Regions from separate parts of the Mus musculus genome. Here all the other regions are linked to region 2. Evidence: chromatin contacts called from public Hi-C and HiChIP or PLAC-seq data. All regions are on one chromosome and are shown on one strand. The core of a region is the stretch at or near the end of the contact, and the rest is flanking DNA. Distances in the headings are between cores, read along the strand shown.

Evidence for each region. A called contact is a pair of places that touch in the nucleus more often than the background predicts. HiChIP or PLAC-seq counts read pairs in DNA pulled down with a chosen protein or histone mark.
Region 1: a contact with region 2 is called in a Hi-C map of CD8 T cells, with 2.1 times the contacts expected there. The contact joins the promoter of Per2 here to the enhancer-like site in region 2. A contact is called at or near these places in 4 of 39 promoter capture datasets (the C10 cell line, the HPC-7 cell line, pre-B cells and 1 more), 1 of 15 datasets of contacts at CTCF or cohesin (the NIH/3T3 cell line), 3 of 484 Hi-C or Micro-C datasets (CD8 T cells, cerebral cortex and granulocyte-monocyte progenitors) and 4 of 115 datasets of contacts at active chromatin or transcription factors (the HPC-7 cell line, memory CD8 T cells, pancreatic cancer cells and 1 more).
Region 3: a FOXA1 HiChIP or PLAC-seq map of pancreatic cancer cells shows a contact between it and region 2. The contact joins two enhancer-like sites. A contact is called at or near these places in 1 of 484 Hi-C or Micro-C datasets (embryonic stem cells) and 1 of 115 datasets of contacts at active chromatin or transcription factors (pancreatic cancer cells).

Annotation. Positions count from the first base shown.
Region 1 is chr1:91,457,322-91,461,458 of GRCm38.p6, reverse strand. It overlaps Per2 (period circadian clock 2), which reads left to right and starts at 2,131. Exons shown (of 23, transcript NM_011066.3): 1 at 2,131-2,286. Gm35591 (a long non-coding RNA gene) reads right to left here. Exons shown (of 3, transcript XR_003948694.1): 3 at 3,689-4,137.
Region 2 is chr1:91,192,119-91,195,851 of GRCm38.p6, reverse strand. The region is part of intron 1 of Ramp1 (receptor (calcitonin) activity modifying protein 1); the gene reads right to left. Among named protein-coding and RNA genes, the nearest start is that of Ramp1, 14 kb to the right of the region's middle. Within about 2 kb of position 2,396, at least 76 of the 459 cell types and tissues checked have an H3K27ac peak or open chromatin away from gene starts, as enhancers often do. A contact at or near this core is called in CD8 T cells, the HPC-7 cell line, memory CD8 T cells and 2 more, where this site is marked.
Region 3 is chr1:91,575,960-91,579,593 of GRCm38.p6, reverse strand. No RefSeq gene overlaps it. Among named protein-coding and RNA genes, the nearest start is that of Gm28380, 33 kb to the left of the region's middle. Within about 2 kb of position 1,538, at least 25 of the 459 cell types and tissues checked have an H3K27ac peak or open chromatin away from gene starts, as enhancers often do. A contact at or near this core is called in pancreatic cancer cells, where this site is marked.

The DNA of each region.
Region 1 (4,137 bases), core at 882-3,381, 270 kb before region 2:
GGAGGACTCAGGTTTTGGTTTCCAGCACCCATGTGGCAGCTCACAACAATCTATAACTCAAGCCAGTGTGGGATACAGTGTAAAAATCCAAACCGGGTGTGGTGGCGCACGCCTTTAATCCCAGCACTCGGGAGGCAGAGGCAGGCGGATTTCTGAGTTCGAGGCCAGCCTGGTCTACAAACTGAGTTCCAGGACAGCCAGGACTATACAGAGAAACCCTGTCTCAAAAAAAAAAAAAAAAAAAAAAAAAAAAAAAAAAAAAAAAAAAGAAAGAAAGAAAGAAAGAAAAGAAAGAAGAATCCAACCAAAACCAGAGACAAATTAGATTCCAAAGAGTTCTAGAGTCCCCACAGTATTGTGTTTCCAAAAGAATTGATTACTATGTCTTTCTAGACTTACTGGTGGAAATAGAAAAGGCTAAACTTAGGGAGGAACTGTGACATTACATTGCAGGCCAAATGTAGAGCAAGACAAGAAAAAGCTGAGCATGAAGGAGACTCTGCCAGGTGGATGAGCTGTGTACTCTTGTTTCCAGAACAATGTAGCCACCATTGCCGTCAATGTAAGCGAGGAAACAAAAGGCCCTTTGGGTGTGTGCAGGGTGCAGCTTGGCCCAGCTCTGCTCAGTGTTTGTGTGTGTTGGGGAGTGTGGTGAGGTGTCAGTGTCAGAGGAACCAGAGGTGCTGCCCTGCCCCCTGCAGTGTGAGTCAACATCTGGCTTCCCAGGGCTTCTTTGGAAAGGGCTGCTGAAATGAACTTAGTCTCTGCCCCCATCTGCATCTGAGGAATTGCATGCCTGTCCTGCCAGGCAGACAGAAAGAAGTAGCTCCCACACGGAATTCTTGAATGTGGGTTAGCCGGCTGTGTACACCAGCAGCTCAGTTTGTTAGCAGACTTCTGTTGCTAATGTTTGCCTCCTTTCCATTCCTGGTTCCTAGGACACCCCAGGGGAAGATTCAGAGTAGTGGATGCTACTAGGCTTCAAGTTCCCTGGCAATGACAAATGACCTTTTTACCCTTGGAAGACGTGACAAGCTTGCCTTCTCCATCACACCTTGCATGAGTCTTTAGGTTGTTCTCTGTCAGCCTCAAACCCGCTCCGAGGAAACTTCTACTCCCTCCTTTGACCCTTTGGACAGGAGCCTGAACGCTTTAGTAGGCTTCCAGACAGTGCTCTTGAAAGAACCAAATAGCTTCAACCAAGGTTCCACAGGGGCAGGGCTGTCCTATCACTGGAGGAGTACCCTCCCCTGACTAGCTAGTGTCTGTAGCTTCCACTTCAGAAAAGCCCTGCTGTTCCAGATGCACACCCCGCTTCCATAGTTCCTGTAAGGTTAATAAACTACACCACCGCATTTGGTTAAGCTTCCCTGTAGAACGTCAGTCTTCTCTCCCTATGTGATTGAGGGCAGGAAGAAATCACTTCTTTCCTTTGTATCTCTGCACGGCAATTATGACCTTATTTCCTGAATCAACACTAACTAGCAACACGCAGTTTCAGAAACAAGAAAGGCTAAGTGGGAGTTTTGTGCTTTGGCCCATCTGGAATGACGGTCAGCCTGGGGGGCCTGTCCTAGGGTCACCCAGCCTGTCCTGGGAAGGTGCTCAGCAGCAGATCCAGAGGGGCCGTCCTATTTGCCCTCAAGCGTCTCGCCATGAATGAATGAGAGGGGAAATGAATGAACTGGGCTGGATGAGCGAAAGGTGTCAGCAGAGAGCATTCTCGGTCCTTCGGATTACCGAGGCTGGTCACGTCGTCGCAGGTGATAGGCCGGTGGCCCTGGTCTCTGCCGGCTGTGAGTTGCGCAGCGGCCAAGCACCATTCCCCCGCGCCGCAGTGGTACGCGCCACTCCGGGGCTGCACGAGCGGGCCACCGCCGTGCCAGGTGAATGGAAGTCCCGCAGGCCGGAAGTGGACGAGCCTACTCGCCCGGGCGCGGGGGGGCGCAAGAGCGCGCAGCATCTTCATTGAGGAACCCGGGCGGCGAACATGGAGTTCCATGTGCGTCTTATGTAAAGAGAGCGACGGGCGTCTCCACCAATTGATGAGCGTAGCTCTCAGGTTCCGCCCCGCCAGTATGCAAATGAGGTGGCACTCCGACCAATGGCGCGCGCAGGGGCGGGCTCAGCGCGCGCGGTCACGTTTTCCACTATGTGACAGCGGAGGGCGACGCGGCGGCAGCGGCGCTACTGGGACTAGCGGCTCCGGGCGGCTGCGGCGCAGGCCGAGCGCACCAAGTGACGGGCCGAGCAAGGGACAGACGCGCGGGTTGACGCGGCGAAGCGGTGAGTGGCGCGGCGCTGGGCGGTGGCGCGGTGCTGGGCGGTGGCGCGGACCTGGACGGCCGTGGTCGTCTTACGTAACCGGCGGCTCGGACAGCTGGAGCTGGGGTCCTGAGCCAGGAGTTGCCGACTGTGCAAACGGCTGCAACTCGGCAGAATGTAGATGGAACTGCGCGGTGACCCTTTTCCAGGTTCACACTGCTGTCCCCATTTCTCAGGTTAGGCACTGAGGTCGGAGAGATTAGTTAGGCATCTTGTCCGAGGACACAGAGACATTGAGTGATCACGACACCAGACTGAGCACGCCGACTCCCATGGTGCTGTCCAAGGAAGCCAGGGTCAGTGCAAACTGTTCCTAGGATGGGTCCAGAGGGTCCCCTAAGGAGCTGGCTTCCTGCTATGAGTTCAGAGAGTCAAGTCTGGCCCTGGGGGAAGGACCACTGGTAGGCACTGACTCCCAGCGGTGGGAAAGGGGTTAAACAGAGAAATACCCAGTGCCAAGCCACACCTGCCCCTCCCCGCCCCTATGTCAGGGAGACCACTTTGTCCACCCACTTTGATTTCCGTGGCATCCTCCACGCCAGTATTTCCTGTCTCCAGATGGACTGGGAGTATGTCAGGAGAGGGGGGAGAGGTCCACTCTTAAGCTGGAGCAGTCACATCGTCATCCTTTGAGACATACCTTGGCTGCCAAGCACAGACATGGACCAAGAGGTGGGCGGTGGCCTGCTTCTTCTGCAAGAACCCTGGTTGCCAGGGTTTCTGTAACGTATACACAAGGAACCAGTTTGGAAAGCTGATTCATACGGAACAAGGGAGCCAGAAGGCTCCCTGGAAATCATCCAGGGTAACCCCTAGCTTGAAGAGGCACAGCCACAGGCTGGCAAGCTGTACCACTGTAAAAACCAGGCCTGGCAGTCTCAGGATCTGTTTCTCCTCCTTGGTCCACATGCTTACCAGAGGTGCAAACCTGAAGGGAAGCATGTCCACTCTGTCTTAGTCTCTGGAGTCTAGGTCGGATTCGTCTGATAACCAGAGTCTGTCTGCCTCAAGGCTTTAATTTAAAAAAGTCGGTTTTGTGTGTGTGTGTGTGTGTGTTTTAAGATATGGAAAGCACCACTTTGTGTACGTTGTTGGAATCTAAGAAAGCCAGGGACTCCTTTATTTTAATGGTAGCTGTACAGTGTGCCCGAATGGAATGGTACTGTGGGTGGCTGCAGTTATCTGTCACTGTCATCTTGGTGTGATTCATTGGTACATAAGTGGCGCAGCTCAGGCTGTGTGTGGAGGCTGGAGTACTGAGCAATGAGGGAGCCCTGCATCAGCCAGCTGGCAGCTACTGGGTACCTCGGCTTACCCTGGGCTCCAGTTTCCTCATCTGAGACAGTCTCTGAGATCTGGCCCTGTGCACGTTTGGAGTTCTGTATCTGCAGACCCTTTTCTCAGGCACCTGCCTAACTAAGATGTGAGAAGTTTGTGAAACCCTGCTGGTGTCACATAACGTCCCTGTGTGAGACGTAGCTGCTGTGCTTAAATGAACTAGGAGAGGTTCCTGATATTTATACAGCTCCTCTCTCAAACTCCAAACCTAGAAAACCCTGAGAGGTATGGGAGCCTATTATAATGGTATAATTTCCTCCAATCTCAGTGGACCCCCGGCTCCAGCTCTGAGGAGCTGGTGAATGGCTGAGCATGGAGAAAGAAGAAAGAGCCTCACTAGATATTGGAGTGACCCTTGAAAATGACTGTGTTAAGTGACTAGAAACGCATAGCCCACAGCCCTGCGGAACCCTCTTCACCCAATGCTTGTGGGAAGCTGCTTAGCACCAGACTCCTGGGAGAACAAGTGGGTGC
Region 2 (3,733 bases), core at 1,147-3,646:
TCTCTTTGGGTGGAAAGTCCATCCTCACCTCTGTGAGAGGAAGCTAAGGGTACAGTCATCACATCCTTTGCTCAGAGTCTGGCTGCTTAGCCCCCATCCATCCCTCTCCTAGACCACACTGGGCATCTTCTCCTGATGGGGTCCAGCTCTATTCACCAGCTTAGTCCTTATTCCTGGAAGAGGCTCAGTACAGGGATCTAGTACTGCATAGGGCACTGTGGGAGCCTTGCTGGTCCTTAGAAGAGGGATAGGGGAAAGCCTAGTCTTGTTTAACATCCTGTCTCATGAGAATATCAAGTTGTTCCTCACTGCTCTGGGGACCAGGGAGCCCACTGCAGCAATGGGCAGAGTGACCCAAGGACTGAGCCCAGGTCCCAGGCTCAGGAACACGGTCTGGAGAGGTTGGAGACGCAAGGCCCGTAGGCTCCAGACAGCACAGGGGAGCCAGAGCTGGGCTCTTCAGAACTGTTAGCTCCATCATGTTCTATTGAAGGGTGGCCCTATCATAACTATCTATTTACTGATGAGAAAACCGAGGCCTCACATGAGAAAAGAGTTGAAGTGTCAGTGCCAGAGGTGGTGCAGACCAGAGCTGAATTTGGTCCTGGCTCTCATAGCCCAAGATGTAGCTCTGGTGCTGGCTTGAGATAAGACCCTAGAGAAGCTTGGAGTGAAGTCAAAGGGCAAGGCCTGTCCTTTGAGGTTGTCATGGTGGGGCAGGTAAGGAAGAGCTGAGGAGCACAGAGAGGGTGGGGAACAAAGGGACTGGAGGGTACCACCCAGTGTCACCCACAGTGCTGCCAGGAAGGATACATTAATGGGTGGACCATTGGAAGGATACAGATCTGGCATCTGCCAGCCCAGCCCCGGATACTGAGGCCATGGACACAGCAGAGGCACTGAGTAGCTCACAGAGAGCGAGATGTTTCAAGTTGGGCGGAGAACAGGAGGAGAAAGAGTTCTGATCATAGGAACAGAGCCATCAGCTGCCTGACCAGGACAGATGGACCCCAGGGGACAGGAGATATCCATGAGGGCTGAAGCCCAGCTATGCAGCAGAAACTGGAGTATCCCCTAGAAAGTGATCTCCACACTCATGTGCTTGGCCCACCATGGTCTAGGGAAAAGGGCTGGCATAGGACTGCCTGAGTCTGGACAGGGTGCCCAGCATGGCTAGAATCAGTGTTTCTGAAGCCAGGGTGGTATGGCACCGAGCAAAACTTCACAAAGTGGCACACAGTGAATTCCCTGGCAGTGAGTTGGGCGTGGGACCATCCTTGTATGGTAATAACAGACTCTGGAGCATGTATCTTGACAGTGAGGCCAAAGCAGTGAAACTGAAGCCCTACGTTTAATTAAAAATAAAAAGCCAAATAGCACACCAGAGCCCTGTCCCCAGCAGCATGTGGAACCACGTGTGGCCTGGTGGCAGAGCTCTGCAAATCTGAGCTTGCTCTCACTGCAGGCAGACATGCCACCAGGCTAGTGCCAGCCAGTCTGAGACTCCCCACAGGCATCACTAATCAATAGGTCGAGACTGGATAGGGTAGGATACCCTGGGAGGCTAGCCACTCAGGAAGAGGTTGAAGGAGGTTGTGTCAGGATGGTAGGCTTGGCACAGAGATGCCCACAACTCTGAGATGGGGCTGGTGAGGAAAGGAGCTAGGTGTTGGTACACACTAGAGTCCTGAGAACAAAGCTGAGACCTGGGGACTTTTAGGAAAAGCTAAGGAGTAGCCGTCGTGAGTGGAGACCTGTCCAAGGGAAAGGCTGACAGATGGAAATCGCTCTTGGGAGGCAATCCACAGCCTTCAGTGAGAGACCTCTGCTCTTGAGGGGCCATGGAGGGGCTGCTGGAAGTTTTCTGGGCCCAACCTAGAGCCCTAGGAAACACAGAGGACAGCAAGGCACCACTCCCCAGCAAGTACTTGAACTGCACTTGAGCTCATGAAGCAGCCAGTATATGGATGCTCAGGCCACAAGAGTACAGTGAGCACACCTGGGGACCTCGGAGCCAGCAGCGCACACTTGAGGATCATGTCAGCCACAGTGGAGGCTGGGGAAAGGGTAACACCATCTCTGTCCCACCAGGATCCCCTGTGGAAGCCTTCCTGTGGTAGTCAGGAAGCCTCAAATGTACAGCAAGCTCCAGAAGCTGGGATGAGACCTCGTGTGAGTGTCAAGGGTCCTCTCTCCATTTATCCCCTATACTTTATGGCTCCTGGCACCCAGACCTGCCTTGTACCTCATATGACTCCCCCTTTCATGAACTCCGTGCCCCAAGCTGTCCTCCTCCAGCTGCCCATAGCTGCAGGAAGCCAGCACACCCTCCATAGACATAGACACAGCCACATCCGGGGTGCTCAGGGTGAGGGGGCAAAGACTTTTTTTTAAAACCACATTTGCCCTGCTTTCACCTCCCACTCCTTTCTGACTCACAGGGGCAGTCGTCCCTGGCACGCAGCAGAGTGGCACATACATTTTCACCAAATGCCTGAGATACCCACACACCACTGCCAGGAAACACAGCTAGGAAAGGAAGGCAGGGTACCTGGGGTCACCACTGGTGCAAGGTACTGGCTAGGCAATGGAGAGGATCAAGAGTGACTTGGCCTTCCTTCCTGTTCTGGAAGAGTCAGTTTTAGGGCAGAGAAGGGGGTGCCTCAGGGAAGGTTCTGGGTGCCATGCATTAGAACCCGGTGTGTGCTGATGTCGACACCAAGGATCAGCTAAAGAGATCTGGTGTCCCCAAGTCCCCTGTGAAGGGGCCAGGGAGGGGAATAGGAGATGCACTCCTGTCCTGCAGAGCTAGTACACAGGAGAGACTGTGCTGCCTCTGTGGAGAGATGGTCCCCAACAGAAAAGGGCACTTGGAGGCTGGGGGCCCAGAAGGACCAATCATGTCCCCTCCACACTTCCAGGAGAATGCTTCCCCCCACCCCACCCCCAGCATTCTGCCAAGACAAAAATCTCCTGGATAGTCTTTGGGCCTCCCTGGTCTAGCTGTAGAGCTGACCCTACCTGACCTGGTCCTTGTACCTCCCATTCTTCTCAGATCACCCCTCCACCTCCCAAGGGGGAGACTTGCTATGCTCAGCCCCATCTTTCTTCTGCTAGACTCATAAACTCATCCCTTCCTGCCTTGGAGAGTGTGGATTGGGGCCACGGGCAGCTCCGCAGGCAGAGAGTAGTTTCATTTTGTAATTGGAAGAACATCCTAATCTCTCATAAAGAACAAGCAACAACAAACAGTAAAACTGCCTCAAACTTTAAGCTTTGGAGTCAAAAGGCTGACTCTATGTGCAGGCAAATGTAACCACTGGGGACTGCTGCCTCTGAAACCTAGACGGAGACAATGCTGCTCTCTCAGCTGCCTGTCAGGACAGGCGTGCCCCTCGGCTGTGCATAACTTCAGAATTCAGCATCGCTCCTCTGCTCCTTCTCTCTACTACTATATGTGCCTCAGCTGAGCACACATAGCATCACACACAGAGAGAAGCCATCACGAGTGGATGACATCAGAGTGCTAGTGCCGGCTGCCATCCTGAGCGTGCTTACCACAGACGCTCTGGAGATGTGGGCTCAGGACTTCTCAGGTAGCAGTAACCCACAGGGGGTTCCTAGGGGAACCTCTGTCCTCAGAGGCTCTGAGACTCTAGGGCAGTCCTAGCAGATGACGGTCCCTGCCACATCACAACGATGCCCAGAAGTAACCAGGCACCTGGGAGCAGCA
Region 3 (3,634 bases), core at 289-2,788, 380 kb before region 2:
GCCTGGAGGGAGCTATTTTTGTTTCTATCCTTGTGTTTAGCCTCTTGTAATTCCTTGAATTTGCTTTATTGTTGTTGTTGTTGTGGTGGTGGTGGTGGTTTTACTTACATAGAATGATACACAAAGACCAACTTCCAAGAGGTGTACATGATGCCTAGAATATATCCAAAGAGCTTCTCTTTTCCTGGGTGGACCTCAGTGGTAGGCCAGAGCCTGTGGTTCACCCAGCAAATAGGGTGGGCAGGCACAAAGGAGGGCTCTAGCTCCACTCAGAGGTCCGCAAGCCAGGCAAGCTCATCCCTGACACAGAATAAAGATCCATCCGGGATAGGCTTGGAGTGGCCCTCGGGGCAGCAGATCTGCCATGAAAAATGGCTCTACCCCACAGACCTCTGGTATGAAGTCCCCACAAAACCATGGGACTCCTTAGGGCCTCTAGTAAATGGCATACACAGACCCATCAGACCATTTATGTATGGTCAGGGTAGGTGACTGGAAACAGAAGATGAAGCAGAAGAGGGCTCAACATCCCTGAGATCAGACATGGCTTCAGAGCAGGAATGATCAGGGAGGGGCCCACAGCATCCAAGAAGCCTGGGTAGGAATGGTAGTAGGAGGGTCAAGCTATGGAGGCTAGGGTGCCAGGCAGGCAAGTGTCCTGAGGCTGGGCCTCCCCTCTTCAAGGTAGTAGAAGTATTCAAGGTACTAGCGAGCATCCATGTAGGAGCAGAACACAAGAGCTGGACCACTCTGAACCACTTCCTTTCTGTCCCAAAGTCTCCCCAAGTGTATGGGTTGAAGACATTTAGAGAATTCTACTCTCTCCCAACAGTATGAACCAGGATGTGAAGCGGGGGAAGGGCCTCCTTGCAACCAACAGTTGTCCTCAAAGCAGTTCTCATCTCTTCTGTCCTCTATCCACAGCCCCTGCTGGCCCCACAGCGACACTGGCTCTGTGGAATCAGAACAATCCAGGGCCCCAGCTTTTAGAATTCTCAGGGCTGGATCAGGCCTTGGCGGGGGGGATAAGGGGGAAATCAGCCCTGCAGTAGAAGGATTCCTTATGTCTAAGTCCTTGGTGAGTTTTTATTGAGAGGAGGCCCACAGACTCCCTCTGGGGAACAGGCCCTACAGGAAGGGAGGCCATGAAAATAGCTGCTGACTGCCATGGTGAGCCGACCTTGCAGGGTGCAGGAGGACCCACAGTCCAGGTCACTCCAGCCCAGCTCCGGGCCTTTCTGAGTGGGGCGGGGAGGGAGGCTTGGGAGGGGAGGAAGTTTGTCAGAATGATGATGGCCAGAGCGCAATATCCACTCAGACTGTGATCAAAGGGCGGCCTCTCCCACTTTTGAACAATTCTAAACACTTTGTAAGAATGTGAACCCCACCCCCAGCCTCAGCCATGTAGGCCAAAGGTGAGGCTAATGAGAGGCAACTTTTGGAAAGTCTTTTGTGGGATGTGGGGCATCATGGGAAGGAGGCCCTGGCCCACTGAGCAGTGTTTAGGAACCTGTGCCAGCTAAAAGCTGACTCAGACCTTATCCAGGATGATATCACTAAACGTGAGCCACAAACCACAGGCCTTTATACAGGCCACCATCTGTCCACCCTCCCTCAAGTCCAACTTTCTATGTTGTTCTGGAAAAATCCTAGTATCCAAAGGTCACCTCTATTATGAGGATTAGGCGTCCCTTGAGGTCCACAGGCCCCAGAACATTAGAATCCAAGAGAGTCAGAGTCCATCCGGTGTGTGACTGAGCATCCCTACTCTGCAGAGCAAACAACAAACCCCAGCAAGACACTTCCATTGTCTGTCCAGAAGGACAGGACACACTGCCTCCCCTACCAGCTCCAACAGCATCTGTACAATCAAACCAGCTTCATGCAGCTGCTACCCGACTCACTGGAGATACAAAAAAAAAAAAAAAAAAAGAAAAAAAATGTGTCTGTGTCTCAGCTCCAGACCAACCCCCACCATCTCCTTGCTCTCCTCAGGGCAGCAGGCTGATTTAAGTCCCACTCAGCCCTAAGATAGCATCATCTACCATGCTCATGGGTAACCCAGGTTAGCACCAGCACAGCCACTGGAAGACACTGTCAACACACCATAAGAACCTACCGAGTCCTTCAGCAATGGGCACTCCTGCATGGAAAGGGAGGTGTAGGAGACCAGGCTCCATCCCCAGTCCCCATACCCAAGATTCTAGCAATGAAAACAACGTTCGGGAATATACACATAGGTTTGGGTATGCTTGTGTAAGGAGTTGGACAAATGAGAGTGTGGTGTAGGGTGTGTGTATGTGGGTTATACAAGATGTGTGATATATGTAATGTGATATAGAATGAATGTGTGTGTCATATAGGGTATGTAGTACACATACAGTATGTGTGGAATGGTATGTGTGTGGTATATATGGCATGTGAAATTGGTGTGTGTGGTATGAGTAAGTCAGTATGTTATATGGTATATGTAATATGGGTGAATATATATGCTACATGATGTTTATATTCACTGGTGTGTGGTATATGATATATGTGATATATGGTATGAGAATATGGTAATTTCAGAAGCAAATGTGATATATGTTGGGGAATGGGGGTTGTGGGGTTGTTTATGCTATTTATGGTATATAAGTGAGGAGTGATCATTATATGTAGCTGTAGGATATTCAGAGCATATAGTATGTGGTGTGTGGGCTATGTTTTGTATTTAGTACATATGGTATATATTGTTATAGTAAATGTTATGTGTGATGTAGGAGTGAGTAACCTTGGTGGGTATAGTGTGGTATAGTAATTGTGATAAATCCCACATGTGTATGTACAGTGTGTGTGTGTGTATGTGTGTGTGTGTGAGAGAGAGAGAGAGAGAGAGAGAAAGAGAGAGAGAGATTGGTGTGGCTTATGGTGTGTATATACAGGGCATGCAAAGTGTATGTAAGGGAAACTGTCAAGAGTATGGAGAACATTGTGTATATGGCACATATGATATGGATTGGGGAGGATATGGGACTTGATGAATGTTTGTAGTGTGCATGATTGTGGGGGTAGAGTGTAGAGGGTATGGGGTATATGGATTAGAGGGCTATGATGTATACATGCTAAATATGAAATATAAATACATATATACATATACATATGTACATATGTGCATGTCTATGTAAATATACATATACATGCACATATGTACATATGTGTGTATGTATACACATAAATGTATGTATGCATGTGTATACACACACATACACTCCCTGGGGAGCAAAGGGTCCATTTGGCTTCCATGTCTGGATCACAGTCCTTCATTAGGGGAACCAAGACAGGAACTCAGGGCAGACACTGAAGCAGAAGCCATAGAGGAACACCCTTTACTGACCTGCCTTCTACAGCCTGCTCAGCTTGCTTTCTAATATAGCCCAAGGCTACACTGGGCTGAGCCAAGTGCTACCATGGATTTGCCTACAGCATGATAACTAAGTGAGACCCTGAGCCTAATAAAGAGGGTTGGTGGTGTAGCTTACTGGTAGAGAGCTGACCTGGCATACATGAACCAAAGCCATGTTCTTAATAAAAAAATAAACCGGGGAAGCATGTGTGGTCTCCCCAGTATAGGGTAAAGTGGGTAGCAGAAGGAACT